Linked DNA regions of Capsicum annuum: region 2 is linked to region 1. A link is a contact called in public Hi-C data. All regions are on one chromosome and are shown on one strand. The core of a region is the stretch at or near the end of the contact, and the rest is flanking DNA. Distances in the headings are between cores, read along the strand shown.

Evidence for each region. Hi-C and Micro-C count contacts between places; a contact is called where the count stands out from the background.
Region 2: a contact with region 1 is called in a Hi-C map of bud, with 4 times the contacts expected there. The contact joins the promoter of LOC107850897 here to the promoter of LOC107850912 in region 1. A contact is called at or near these places in 3 of 5 Hi-C or Micro-C datasets (bud, leaf and placenta).

The regions. Positions count from the first base shown.
Region 1 is chr1:252,568,666-252,576,268 of UCD10Xv1.1, forward strand. LOC107850912 (calcineurin B-like protein 1) reads right to left here and starts at 2,741. Exons shown (of 8, transcript XM_016695742.2): 1 at 2,522-2,741; 2 at 1,239-1,395. The coding sequence starts at 1,274.
Region 2 is chr1:252,891,988-252,899,590 of UCD10Xv1.1, forward strand. It overlaps LOC107850897, which reads right to left and starts at 5,001. Exons shown (of 1, transcript XM_016695707.2): 1 at 2,214-5,001. The coding sequence starts at 3,775. The coding sequence ends at 2,525. It overlaps LOC107857399 (light-harvesting complex-like protein 3 isotype 2, chloroplastic), which reads right to left. Exons shown (of 2, transcript XM_016702280.2): 2 at 6,436-7,439. The coding sequence ends at 7,195.

The DNA of each region.
Region 1 (7,603 bases), core at 1,491-3,990:
AAGAAAAGAGATAGGAAGATTTCCTTTTCCACCGATCAAAAAGAAAAAAGCAAGTAAGATTTCCTTTTCCACCGATCAAAAAACAAAAGAGCGGAAGATTTCCTTTTCCACCGATCAAAAAGAAAAAAGCGAGGAAGATTTCCTTTTCCACCGATCAAAAAGAAAAAAGAGAGGAAGATTTCCTTTTCCACCGATCAAAAAGAAAAAAGAAAGGAAGATTTTGTTTTTCGACCCTTCCCATATATGATCTCTCCAAAACAACCTCTTTTAAAAGCTTCTTTTCTTAAAACGTCAAATCGAGGAGAAGGGAAAAACGTTATTACTAACCGGCCGATAATAAGAGATCGAAAAGACATAGTCTACTTTAAACCATCCATCTGGAATCAATTTCATCAGTTAAAAAGAAACTACCTTGCTTATCAGCCCATCATCAACTACTGTACTGCTAATGGTCTTGAACATCTCAAATAATGCCTGAACTTCACTTACAGTAACTGCAAAGAAGGCGGCAAACGAATAAGACTATTGAAGGAAGGTTAAAAGCTTCAATTGGGAGGTTCGGGGGGATAATTAACACGTAAAACTGTAAAGTGAAAACATATCGCATAACCAAACTAGGCACACACTATCACCAACGGATGAACAGACAATTGAACTAAGCCCCGGGACAAAAAAACTAACTACTTTTTTGAACAATTTTCAGTACAACTCAGAAAGATTAGAGCGCAGCGGCTGGTTTCATTTGCACAAATGAGGAAATTCACTTGTTCTAACATCAAATCTAATTCCAAACTCTCAACGTGTTACTCCCACCTATTTCTAAAATAACAGCAGATGTACTGTCTTGCTCTAAAACAAGAATTACTCTACAACAACAACAACAACGACGACAACATACCCAGTGTATTCCCACAAAGTGGGGTCTGGGGAGGGTAAAGTGTACGCAGTCCATACCACTACCTCAGATGAAGTAGAGAAGCTGTTTCCGATAGACCCCCGGCTCAGGACAGATGACAGTGAAAAAAAAAAAACAAGAATTAACTCTGTTAACGGATTTAGCAACTTAAAAGATAGCAAGGAAGTTAACGATCATTCATTACTTTAACTTCCCTCAAAATTTACTTTTTTCTTCGTATCAAAACTTACCCGATTCACACGACAAGTTCCAACTCTATTAAATCAATTTGTACACATCCAAAAAACCTCAACCGAACCAAGATCAGTAACGAGTAACTCACATGCTGTTTGTGATGCCAGGAATACGGGATCTTCATAACCAGGAAACTGATGTTGTCTTGCCACCTTAGAGCTAAAACAGCCCATCTTCTTGAAAACGGAGACCAAGGAGGAATCACACAACTAGAATGGCGCCTACCGACCAGCTTTACTAGAACTCTGCAATATATCATCGAAACCATTTTAGCCTTGCAAATTAGAAAACCGAAATTCACATACCAATACACTATATAATAATTATATCAACTCTCAATTACAAAACACAAAACCACTATGGATAGGTAACACCAACATACATCCTCCATATAAGTTTCTTGCTATAGACCAAACAACTAAATTGCAATAACTCTTAACGATACTATATGAACTCATCGGGCAGGATTTCACTAAACTACATTTCCAACCACACAATTAAAAAGCCTAGGAGAAAATGAAGGAAGTTGATGGAGGAACAGTAATAAATAATGACAAGTTACTTCTTTGATCAAAATGACATGATTCATGCAGAGGATTTTGGCATTTAAAAGTTAAAAGGCAAGAAAATAATACTACTAGTTTTTTTTGTTCTTTTCATTTTCTTAATTGTATACTAGCCTAAATGATTCAAAGACCAGAACTTCAACTAAATTTGAAATTGAGGAACACCTCCCCCCCCCCTCCCCCGTCTCTCCCCCCCCCAAACCTCCAACCCTTCCATAGAAAATCTAACAAAAGAACCAAAAATTTTGCAGAAAAAAATCATTGCTTGATACTCAGAGAAGAACAAAAACTTCCCCTACCTTCCAAATCATTTCAAAGAAGAACAAAAAACATATCCAAAAAACAAAGTAAAAGATCAAAACTTTTAACATGAAAAACTTCAAAATTGTATATAAATGTAAATATTAGAATCAACTGAATCCAATTATATATAAATGATTCAAAGAGATTAAAAAAAAATTACTCAAAGAGCTGAACTTCAGCTAGTTTGAAATTCACACACATTATTGATTGTCTACTATCCCCCCACCCCCACCCCCACACACAAACCACCACCCTCCAGGCTCCAAATCATTTCAAAGAAGAACAAAAACTTCCAACATATCCCAAACAAAAAAAAAAGTAAAAAATCAAAACTTTAACATAAAAAATTTCAAAATTCATTTCTTATTCAAAATATATGAAACACCATCATCTAAAAACACCAAAGAGGTAATCCTAACACAAAAACCAATACCTACAAATCTTGAAACATCAAACAATCATTAAAAAACACACAAAAAAAATGGGTATTATAAAAACTTACAAAATAAATATATCCCAGATGAAATTTCCCTTCCTTTAAACAGAACTTTAATTTCTGAATAAATACAAAGTTCTTCAAAGAGAAAAATAGAGTGTTTTCAAGAATTGATATTTATATAATGTATATAGAAAATTGTATATATTTTTGTGTTTATATATAGGAGAGGAAAATAGTGGGAGAAACCAAAATTGAAGACACCCCAAGAAGGAGAATGAGAAAGAAGAAGAAAACTAACAGAATTTATATAAAAATATGGTTGGAGAGTGAAGAACACGCTCGACAAAAGAGCGTGGATGATTAGGAAGTTAGGACGAGGAGTTTACCGCGGTTTAACCACGGGTAAAAAATTTGTTTTATTGGATAAGGTTAATTACTAATTATGTAATTATGCTATTTTTAGATTAAAAATTGACTAATATTAAGTTTACTATAATGATAATTTTTAGATTAAAAATTGTCTAAACAAGTTTATTATAATGATAATTTTTAGATTAAAAATGGGCAAACAACATAAATCCCGATAGTTTGAAATTTAATTATAGTATATTCCGACATTTTGCATAATTACTGAAAATTTCGATTTTGGATCTGTCATGATACATAATTAGTTCCCGGTACATGCAACAAAGATACATTTTTTTCTTTCTAAAGATATATATAATTAGTTTTCGATTTTTTTTTTCGATTTTGAGCCTGTCAAGATACATAATTAGTTTCTCAATACATCTAACGAAGATAATAATTAGTTGAAATTTTGTAATTACTTTGTAAGGGTGAAAATTTATGTAAATATGGTAACTTAAGGTGTATATATGTTTATGATTTTAATTGACTAAGCAAGTTTACTATAATGATAATATGTTCGGTGTAATTTAATAGGAAAGGTATTGAAAGCATGGGCGGAGCCACCTTAGATGATTTGGCGCATATTTTTGGTCGAAAATTTATGTGGGGTAAAGATATTGAAAAATAGTTATTATAAGTGTGTATTTAATTTTGCATAATTATAACTCAATTGAGAAAAAAATTGTATATTATTCGTCAAATTTTTGTCTGCGCCGCTATGGGAGAGAGTGGTGTGTACTTAGGCTTATCCCTCTTTTTTATGAAGGTAGAAACATTATTTTTGATAGAAGATCAGCTCGAGTAAATCATAAGTATGTAAAACAAATACGTTAGCGGAAAAGTTATATGGAAAATAATGAAGAAGCGAACAATAACAACGACAAAGTAATACGATAATTGAAATAAATGAAACATCAGATAATACTAAAATCAAAGAATAAGATAGAACGAGAGTAATAATAAAAATGAAAATAGAATTAGACAACGCTCAAGGTATTATTCTTCTACTCTAATCCCCGACCTTCAATATATTTTTATATGAATTTATGTCATTTTATAAAATTTTGGTCCCTCATTTTTTAGTAAATTTTTAATTAATCCTTGTGATGCTCGATCAAATTAAACACATTTGACCTTCAATTAATTGTCACATGCACTTTAGATCTTTTTTTCTCATAAATATCGATATACAAATTTATCATGATTATTAGTTGGTCCACCATTTAATTATTTATTATTTGCTATATCAACCTCACATTGTTACTCCATTTTCGAAGATAATATAGTTCTAAAAAAAGTATAAGTACATAAAAAGATTAAAAATATATATTTCTAATTAATTGAAGTTAATATGATTAGTTAGATATGATAACTCGCAATAAATAGAATCAAATTTTATTTATAACTATGAGATCAAATTACTATCGTACCTTTTATTTAATTTCCTTTTGTATGAAATACATAAAATTGAAAAATTTACTAAATAAGATCAGAAGCGTTTTTTTCTACTTACGATTAAATTCATACATACGTTACAAATCTAAAATCGACGTGTTTAATGCTTATTTCCTTTTTATAAAAAATAAAATACTTGAAATTATGAAAACTATAGTAATTTTATACTTATATCAAGTATAATATCAACATGTTTAAAGTATAAGATTGTAAAATCGGGGGTCCAAGTTGATTCTATAAGTTTTTTTTTTAAAAGTAAATTATGGACCCTATCTTCAATAATAATAATATATCACTTAATAGATTTAAAGTGTAATATTCATCTGTACAATTTGATAGATTCCTAAAAGATAAATCATAACATGTCCTTGTGTATGTAGAATCCATTTTTAAATTTCATTTGCAAAAGTGAGCCTTATATATATATATATATATATATATATATAAATCCACCATTAATTTCTCTACTCCAAAATAGAAAAAAAAAATAGTAATACAATCGGTTAAGATCAAAGTCAGATCAGTATAATTGATTTTTAAATTATTAAAATCAAACCAAAACAAATATTTAATATATTTATCGATTTGATTGTTATCGGTTTTGGTTCGATTGTTGAGTTATTAATCATACACGAAAATAAAAGATATGTAAGATTGTGTACCAATGATAATATGCTTATGAATTATTATTTTTTTCAAAAAACAAATATGTGTTTTTGCACCTCCAAGGTACTATATAAAGTATAATTAATAAAAAGAACAAGTTCAATGTTGTGTGGAATATACCCCCTAGAGAATTAGATTAACTTAATCTCCACTTAATTCTCTAATCTTTTTGATTATATACTAAATATATTCAGATCTTAACTGAATAATTTTTGCAACTTCAAAGTATTATAGTAAAATAGTAAATGAAAAATCCCACTGTCCTTTGATATATTCCCTTTAAACAGTAAATTAAATCGATTTGATTTTCACTTAATTCGATAAATTTCTTGATTAAATACGTACCAAAGTGTTTAATTTAATAATAAAAGAGTAATCTCATTGCCATGTGGAATATTTTCCCTAGGGAGGTGAATTAGATTCACTTAATTAATTTTTAAAATCTTCTTGATTATATATTTTTTAAAAAATCAAATAATTTATATTTATATATGATTTTTGTTAATCTAAAGAATCCAATTACAAGAACAATATCAATATCCTGTAGAATATGCTCCTAGGGATGTGAAATGAATTAACCTTGAATTAATCTACACTTTGTTCGATGATTTTTTTTTGATTAAATATTAAGTAATTAAGGTATTATAATTATATATGATTTTCACTATTGTAGATTAATAATGTTAACGATTAGTCCAAGTCGTCACATGTTTTTGTTTGATGAGTACGTAATGGAACAAATTAGTGTAGTGGACAAGAGATTGTAATAGAAATTGCAATGTTAGTAATTTGAATTTTTTTGGTTGTCTTTGGAGTAGGTGCGTAGTGCTAGTAAGTAGGAAGGTGTGGAGGAGATAGATTAGGGCAGAAAAATAGTAGGAACGAGTACGTCGGTGTTAGTAGGTAGAAAGATGTAGAGGAGGTGAATTTGAGTAGAAGGATAGTAGAAACGAGTGCGTCGTGCTAGTAGGTAGGAAGATGTGGAGGAGGCGGATTTGAGCAGAAGGATAGTAGAAACGAGTTCGTCAGTGCTAGTAGGTAATAAGGTGTGGAGGAGGTGGATTAGAGCAGAAGGACAGTAGGATCGAGTGCGTCAGTGCTAGTAGGCAAGAAGGTGTGGAGGAGGTAGATTAGAACAGAAGAATGGCAGGAAAGAGTGTGTCAGTGCTAGTAGGTAGGGAGGTGTGGAGGACGCAGATTAGGGCAGAAAGATAGTAGGAATGAGTGAGTCACTGCTCGTAGGTAGGAAGGTGTGGAGATGTAAATTAAGGCAGAGAAATAGTAGGAACGAGTGTGTCAGTGTTAGTAGGTAGGAAAATGTGGAGGATGTAAATTAGAGCAAAAGGACAGTAGGAATGAGTGTGTCGGTACTAGTAGGTAGGAAGGTGAGGAGGATGCGAATTAGGGCAGAAGAACAGTAGAAACGAGTGTGTCGGTACTAGTAGCTAAGAAGGTGTGGGGGAGACAGATTTGAGAAGAAGGATAGTAGAAACGAGTTTGTCAGTGCTAGTAGGTAGAAAGGTGTGAAGAAGGTGGATTAGGGCAGAAGGACAGTAGGAATGAGTGCGTCAGTGCTAGTAGGTAGAGAAGTGTAGAGGAGACAGATTAGAGCAGAAGAATATTAAAAATGAGTGAGTCAACGCAAGTAGGTAGGAAGGTGTGGAGGATGCATATTAGGACAGAAAGATAGTAGGAACGAGTGTGTCAGTACTAGTAGGTAGGAAGGTGTGGAAGATGCAGATTAGGGCAGACGAATAGTAGAAACGAGTGAGTCAGTTCTAGTAGGTAGGACGGTATGAATGATGCAGATTATTAGGACAGAAGAATGGTAGGTACGAGTGTGTCAGTGCTAGTAGGTAGGGAGGTGTGGAGGACGCAGATTATGGCAGAAGGATACTAGGAACGAGTGAGTCACTGCTCGTAGGAAGGAAGGTGTGGAAGATGCAGATGAGGGAAGAAAAATGGTAGGAACGAGCGTGTCAGTGCTTGTAGCTAGGAAGATGTGGAGGATGCAAATTAGGGTAGAAGGACAGTAGGAACTAGTGTGTCGGCGCTAGTAGGTAGAAAAGTGTGGAGGATGGGAATTAGGGAAGAAGGACAGTAGAAACAAGTGTGTCAGTGCTAGTAGGTAGGAAAGTGTGGAAGAGACTGATTTGAGCAGAAGGATAGTAGAAACAAGTTCGTCACTGCTAGTAGGTAGAAATGTGTGGAGAAGGTGGACTAGGGTAGAAGGACAATAGGAATGAGTGCGTTGGTGTTAGTAGGTAGGAAGGTATGGAGGATGCAGATTAGGGCAGAAGGATAGTAGGAATGAGTGTGTTAGTACTAGTCGATAGGAGGATTTTGTTATCCATGTTAGTAGTGGCGGAGCCAGGATTTTCACAAAGGAGACTCACAAGTGAACATGCAAACTAATCTAAGAGGGTTCGTCAACTACTATATATATATATGAAAAATAATTTTAACCATATACATATGTATAATTTTTCGTCGAAAGGAGTTCGGATGAGCCCCTATCTCAACTGTAGCTCCGCCCCTGAGTGTTAGTAGTGATAGTACTAGTATTATTTCAGAATGTTGTATCATTTGTTGTATTACTTGGTAAATTCTGTCTAT
Region 2 (7,603 bases), core at 3,751-6,250, 330 kb after region 1:
AGTGGTAAGGCCATGATTCACAGGGGAACATATTATACAGCTAACATGAGTCTAGTCCAGCAAGAATGTGCAACACGAATGAACCTGAGCTGCTATACCGAATTCCCCTGTGGCCATCGAGGACCGAGTGGTAAGGCCATGATTCACTGGGGAACATAACATAACATGAGTCTAGTCCAGCAAGAATGTGCAACACAAATGAACCTGAGCTGCTATACCGAATTCCCCTGTGGCTATCGAGGACCGAGTGGTAAGGCTATGATTCACAGGGGAACATAACATACAGCTAACATGAGTCTAGTCCAGCAGGAAGCGCAACACGAATGAACCTGAGCTGCTATACCGAATCCTCCTGTGGCCATCAAGGACCGACTGGTAAGGGTCATGATTCACAGGGGAACATATCATTCATTCTTCCATTGGGGACAAGTGCATGAACAACAACTCCAAACGTCACACATCTGCCGTCTACCTACCGTTTAGGCGGCACCATCGAGATCCAGGTTGCCTGGAAAATATACTAAAAGCCTAAAACTTTGATCACACAAAGTTATAAATAGGCAGCAACTGAAAGCACAGATTAATAGGCATAAGAACCTACAAAACCAACGTAATCCGACTTGTTTGGGATCAAGGCATTGTCATTGTTGTTCCAATGTCCTCCAGAAACATTAGAAATCAACATGAACCCTCCATCACTTCAAGTTTCACAAAGCCTTAGTTCGGATGACTAAATAAAAAATCTGGACAAGTTTAAGGGACCGCGTGTGTAGCCTAAGTAATACCAACAAAAGTAAAGCAGTCAACCAATTGATGAAGGCAGAAAAGTCGTAGCATTTCATTAAGAATCAGATCAGGATAAATCCCTAATCACTTCTCATAACACTACTACAACACAATACTTCTATAAATAACTACTATTACTAAAACTAGAAGCTGTACATATTACTATATGTTACGGATTACTTGGAAATGCGACCAGACCTAAAAGGCTAGAACTTTCGTCAACTATGATGATCACACAAGTCAGACATAGACGGGCAAATGTAAAGAACTGACCACAGGAATCAAGAGCCTGCAAAACCAACGTAATCCAACTTATTTGGGATTGAGGTACTGTCATTGTTGTTCCAATGCCTTCCAGAAACAACGGAATTCAACGTAAATTCTCCATCATTCACCTAATGAATCTCACTTCAAGATCCACACCTTAGTTTAGATGACTAAATAAAAAAATCCGGGCAAGTTCAAGGGGCCGCATATGCATTCAAAGCAAATAGCAATAAAAGAAAAGCAGTCAACCAACTGATGAAAGAAGAAGAGTTGTAGCATTCCTTTAAGAATCTGCTCACGATAAATCCCTTTCTTCTTATAGTCATACTACGACACAATACTACAAAAATAACAAATACTATCACTAAAACTAGTAGCTGTACGCATTACTATATGTTACAGATTGCCTGGAAAATGCAAATAATAGTCCTAAAAAACTTAAAACTTTGATCAACTATGATGAATTAATGATCACACAAATCAGAAATCAACAGTAAATGTACAGCACAAACCATAGGAAGCAAGAACCTACAAACCAACGTAATCCGACTTATTTGCAATTGAGGCATTGTCGTTGTTGTTCCAATGCCCTCCAGAAACAATGGAAGTCAACATAAACAATCCATCGTTCACCTGATGTATCTCACTTCAAGTACCACAAAGCCTTGGTTCAGATGACTAAACAAAAAATCCAGACAAGTTTAAGGGGCCGCGTATGTATTCAAAGCAAACACCAACAAAAGTAAAGCATAAACCAATTGATGAAGGCAGCAAAGTTGCAACATTTCTTTAAGAATCAGATCAAGATAAATCCCTCCTCACTTCTTACATTCCTACTACTACACAATACTATATAAATAACAATTACTACTTATTAAAACTAGTAGCTGTACATATTGCTATACGTTAAAGATCGCCTGGAAATGCAAACATACCTAAAAAGGCTAAAACTTTGATCAACTATGATGATCACACAAGTCAGAAATAGACGGCAAATGTAAATCAAGAACCTGCAAAACCAATGTAATCCGACTTGTTTGGGATTGAGGCATTGTCGTCGTCGTTCCAATGCCCTCCAGAAATAATGAATCTCACTTCAAGTTTAAGGGGCCACATAAGCATTGAAAGCAACTACCAAAAAAGCTAACGCAGCATACCAATTGATGAAGGCAAAAGAGTTGCAACATTTCTTTATGAATCAGCTCAAGATAAATCCCTCACTTCTTATAGTCGTACAACACATTACTATATAAATAACAACTACTACTTACTAAAACTAGTAGCTGTACACAATACTATATGTTACAGATTGCAAGGAAAATGAAAACAGACCTAAAAGGCTACAACTTTGATCAACTATGATGATCACACGAAGTCAGAAATAGACAGCAAATTTTCAAGCACAGAACGAGCGTACTCCAACTTGTTTGAGATTGGGGCGTTATTGTCATCATTTCAATGCCCTTAAGAGCTATGATTCAGGTGAAACAGTCTTCACATTCTTGTTGTTCTTGTGAACCTCACTCAAGACCTTCACGAACGCTTCCACAATCTGCTTCTGTGATTCGAGTATCATCTCATTACGTTTCATCTCCATCTCCATTCTCATCTTCTCCACTTCCTTCGCCATTTCCATCTTCATTTTCTCCATTTTAATAAACCCTTCGCCTAACATCTTAATCGATAAAACCATTTCTTCCACCGGATCCCTCCCCCTCTTCACCCCTACACTACTACCTCCCCCCTTCTTCCCGAACTTCGACACACCAGAACCAAACCTCGAATCAACATTATGTTGTTGTTGTTGTTCAACATTCCCACTATTATAACTCCTCCTTGAACTCGAAACACCTGCCATATTCCTAATATGGTAACCATCACTACCATTATTATTATTACTTCCATTATATTCACTTCCTTCATCACAAAAACTCGAAGTATTATTATTCATCGCAAAATTCCCACCTTTAATTCCCCCTTGCTCATATCCATTTCGCTTCGATTTCATTGAAATCCCATTTTTCATCCTAAAACCACTTGCATACTCAACATTATGCATATTTTCCTCACCTTTATATCCACAATAACCATTCAGTGGAACCCTGGTGGTGGGGAAATCAATTGTTTCTGAGTTTCTTCCAGCTAAAGCATGATTAAACATGAAATTCGGAGGCAAATCCTCCGTAGCATTCTTCGTATTGATCTTCAGTTTCAGTAAATTATGATCAATTATAGACATAAATTCTTTTTTCTCTGAATTCTGTTGTTGTTGTTGCTGAATATTTGATCTAATTGCTGCAACAGTTGTACCATTCTCCATTGCATCCATGTTATCGAAGAAGAACCACGAGGAGAAATACCTACCAGTAGGGCAGGAGAGGGATCGTTGCTTTTCGGCACGGTAACGTTGACGAAGTTTCTCCATTTTGTGGCGGCACTGAGCTGAGGTTTTCGCCGGAGATGCGTCAGGGCAACGGCTGGTTACGGTGGCTGCCACCGCGTCCCAATCGGCGGTACGGAGGTAGCCACGGCGGAGAGCGTACCACCGATCACGGTAAGCGTCGATAAGAGCTAGTGTTTCTTCTTGTGTCCAACACGGTGGTGGAAATCGCCGGACTGGTGGCGGCGCCGCCGCTGCTGACGGTGGTGGTGGTGGTGGTGATTTTTCTTCCGGTGAGGGATTTTCGGTTACGGCGATGCTGGATTCGACGTTAGACGACATCGTTTAATGGGAGGGATTTGTGTTTTAGAAAAAGTTTGTGGAGTTTTGGTTTGGGAGGATTAGATATAAAAGGAGGAAGAGGAAATGTGGGGAGTGGTAGAGTGGTGTAAGATAGCAAAGGTGGTGGGGTGGTGGGAGGTGGTTGGGGTGGGTGTATGATGATGGATGAGTGAGATAAAAGGTGTCAATAGGAAAATAAGGTGGTGATGGTGCGTGGGTTAGTGGTAGGTGGTAGGGTGGGGATCGTGGGTGTGGGGTAGTGCTATAGTGGTGCAAGATAGCAAAGGTGGTAGGGTGGTGGGTGGTGGGTGGTGGGTGGTGGGTGGTGGGTGGTGGGTGTGGGTTGTATGATGATGATGGATGAGAGATATAAAAGGAATAGGAAAGTAGGGGTGGTGATAGTGGGTGTGGGGTAGTGCTATAGTGGTGCAAGATAGCAAAGATGGTAGGGTGGTTGTATGATGATGATGATGGATGAGAGTATAAAAGGAATAGGAAAATAGGGGGTGGTGATTGTGGGTATGGGTGGTATGATTGATGGATGAGTGAGATAAAAAAAGAACTAGGGTGGTGATGGTTCTTGACATGGCTAGGTGCCAAGCAAGCAACTTGATGATTGAATGAATCTCCTAAAATTAGATGACACAATAACAAAGGTGATGGGGTGGTTGAGGTTGTTGCATGATTGATGTTGAGACAAACAATGAGATGGGAGTGATGGTGAGTGAGGGGGAATGACTAGTGTTAGAGAGGAACAAGATAGCAAAGGTGGTGGGGTGGTTGAGGTTGTTGTACTTGTATGATGATGATGTTGAAACATGATGAGGGTGGTGGGATGGTGGGGTTAGGGGGGATGGGGTAGAGGTGCAAATTAGCAAATGTGATGAGGTGGTAAGTGGTGGAGGTTGAGGTTGTTGAATGATGATGTTGAGAGGTAAGAGGTGTGTATTGAGTGAGGGGTGATGGGAGGTAAACATAGAATTTTGGCAATAGGTGGGTGGGATTATGTTGAGTGATGACACACCAAAATATGAAGGGAGAGAGAGAGTGCGCGTCTTGATGATGCTAACGTGCACAAAAGGATGTGCATTAGCTACTCCTACACCTACTCCACCAATCTACCACCCACTACCCACTAGGGGTTGGATTTTCTTTTGTTTTCTTGTTAAGTATCTAATATTTGCATATGAGTTTTGATTAATTCAAATCGTGCTTTTGCTAAGTTCAAACTGAAAAATGATGCTTCACATAGAAGAATTTGAATCTAAAATCTCTTATCAAGGATGAAGCTAACTCGACTAATTTAGATCACGTATTGCTAAACTCATTCTGAAGAATGTTGCTTTCCATACAAGAATCTAAATCTAAAATCTCTAATTAAGAATTAGGCTAACTCGATTAATTCAGATCGTGCATTGCTAAATTCATTCTAAAAGATAATATTTTTCGTAAAAAAATTTAAATCTGAGATTTCTAATTAAAAATAAAACAGTCTCACCGTCTCGACAACCCATCTAGGTAGCAATTGTTGTTTTTGTGATAAAAACAAGCCCATGACTAGATTGCTTAGTGCAATGTCCTATTATCACACATTCACACTACTATATGGTATGGTACGGTGGACAGATGTAGGGAGCGGCCAGTAATATGGGTGGCTTCATTGACAAAAATTGCCCCCCATCTTTATCATTATGGTGCCCACACCTGCAACTTTTTTTTTTATTTCTCATTCGATATCAATATTAAAATTCGATTAATTTAGATTCGTTCTCATTCGGTGTTCGATATCAATATTAAAATTCGATTAATTTAGATTCGTGCCAAGTAGGACTCCATTCGGAAGTAGCACCTACTCCACCACTAAACTTTTATCACTACCATGCTACTTTTAAGTGGTGAAATAAATAAAATCTTTTTATTTCTAATAGTAAGAGATAGGGGAGCTTCGACCTAATTGATAAAATTAGCATCACGTAGAAATCAGAAGGTTATGAGTTTAAATTGTACAAACAATTTTTTATAAAAATGCAGAATAAAATTGAATAGTACAATATACCTTTGTGGTCTAATCATTTTTTGATCTCTATATATAGAAAGAGATTTAATGCATTTGAATTGTTTTTTTCCTTGAGTTTAAGTTAAATTAGTAAAATAAATATAATTTTCTTATGTTTAATTAATGATTTTGAATTTAAATTTAAAAATGGCTATTCAAAATTCAAAAATAAATATAGAGAACTTAGGGGTCGTTTAGTTGGGAACATGTTATCTTGGGATTAATTATTCAGGGATTAGCTATCTCGGAATTAGTTAACCCACCATGCATATGGGATAACATATCCCATCAATAAGGTATAAATAGTGGGATAAATAATTCTGAAACTAACTAATACCTACAACCAAACTCAAGATAAATGAATCCTATATTTTATCCCAAGGTTATTATTAATCTCAGAATTAGTTATCCACCTTCAAGAAGGGATAAAAATAACACTAAAATTCCGGGATAACTAATTTCTGGATTAGTTCCCCCATGCATTTTATCTCAATCAAATATGGAATAAGCTCATCTATAAATTAATTTTAAAATTAGTTATCCCGTATCCCTCCTACCAAACGACCCCGTTATAGTAACCCATAATAATAGGAACTCAACAACTACAAGTAGAATATGTTGCTCGAACCCTCCGATAATATTACCGTACTGGTGTCTAGTCCTTCATAAATGCACAACTTTTGAAAGATTCAACACGCAATTGACAATATCTTTTAGAGAGGACTAGCAACTTAGATTGAATCAACCACTTTTTTTACTTTGATTCTGTCATGCCAAAGCATCATTAACAAGTAAACATATGCTCATTGATCAAAGTGTTACAACCATTGTTTATTATCAACCCATTGATCAAACAAGAACCAGTAACAAGGGGTTGCTGCAGAATTTTTGAAAGATAAAAAGGGCAGTCCGGTGTACTAAAGTTTCCGCTATACGCCGGATTCGGAAAAGGACCTCACCACGAGAGTGTATTGTACGCAGTCTTACCTTGCATTTCTGCCAGAGATTGTTTCCAAGTCCATCTAACAAGTTACATGGCAACTACAACTAAATGGAGAATACGATTAACATATTCTCCTTCGACTAGCATAGAAGAACTACCGGATTACATTCTTTCGTATATGAAAAAGCTCCAGCTATGCACAGGATCCAGAGAAGGGCCCTATCACAAGGGTGTATTGTATGCAGCCTTACCTTACCTTGCATTTCTGTCAGAGGCTGTTTCCAAGTCCATCTAACAAGTTACATGGCAACTACAACTAAATGGAGAATACGATTAACATATTCTCCTTCGACTGGCATAGAAGAACTACCGGATTACATTCTTTCGTATATGAAAACTAATGCTATACGAGGAACGATCTCAAGACTCCTTCAAATTGCTTGAGGTCTCCTCTTTCCACGACGCTTGCCATTGCTCGTCATAGAAAGTAGTCTCTTCCAGCAACTTTTTGATAGTTTCTAAATCCTCGTTCTCGCGGATCAAGAGGACACCAGACACCGCAACAAACAATAGTGTTTTGCAAGCGAAGTTCCCCTCGACGAGGCCTACACCAGTCAAGCTATCGACAAAGTAGGCCATAAAGAAACCAATCATTGCAGCACGACCTGTATAAGAGGAAACAATAGCAAGGAAAAACGGTATGAACCTCCTTAAACTCTAAAAGAGACAGTTCAAAGCTGGAACGGTTAGAAAACGAAGAACAACAACAACAACATACCCAGTGGTTTCTCACGAAGTCTATACCACTACCTAGATGAAGTAGAGAGAC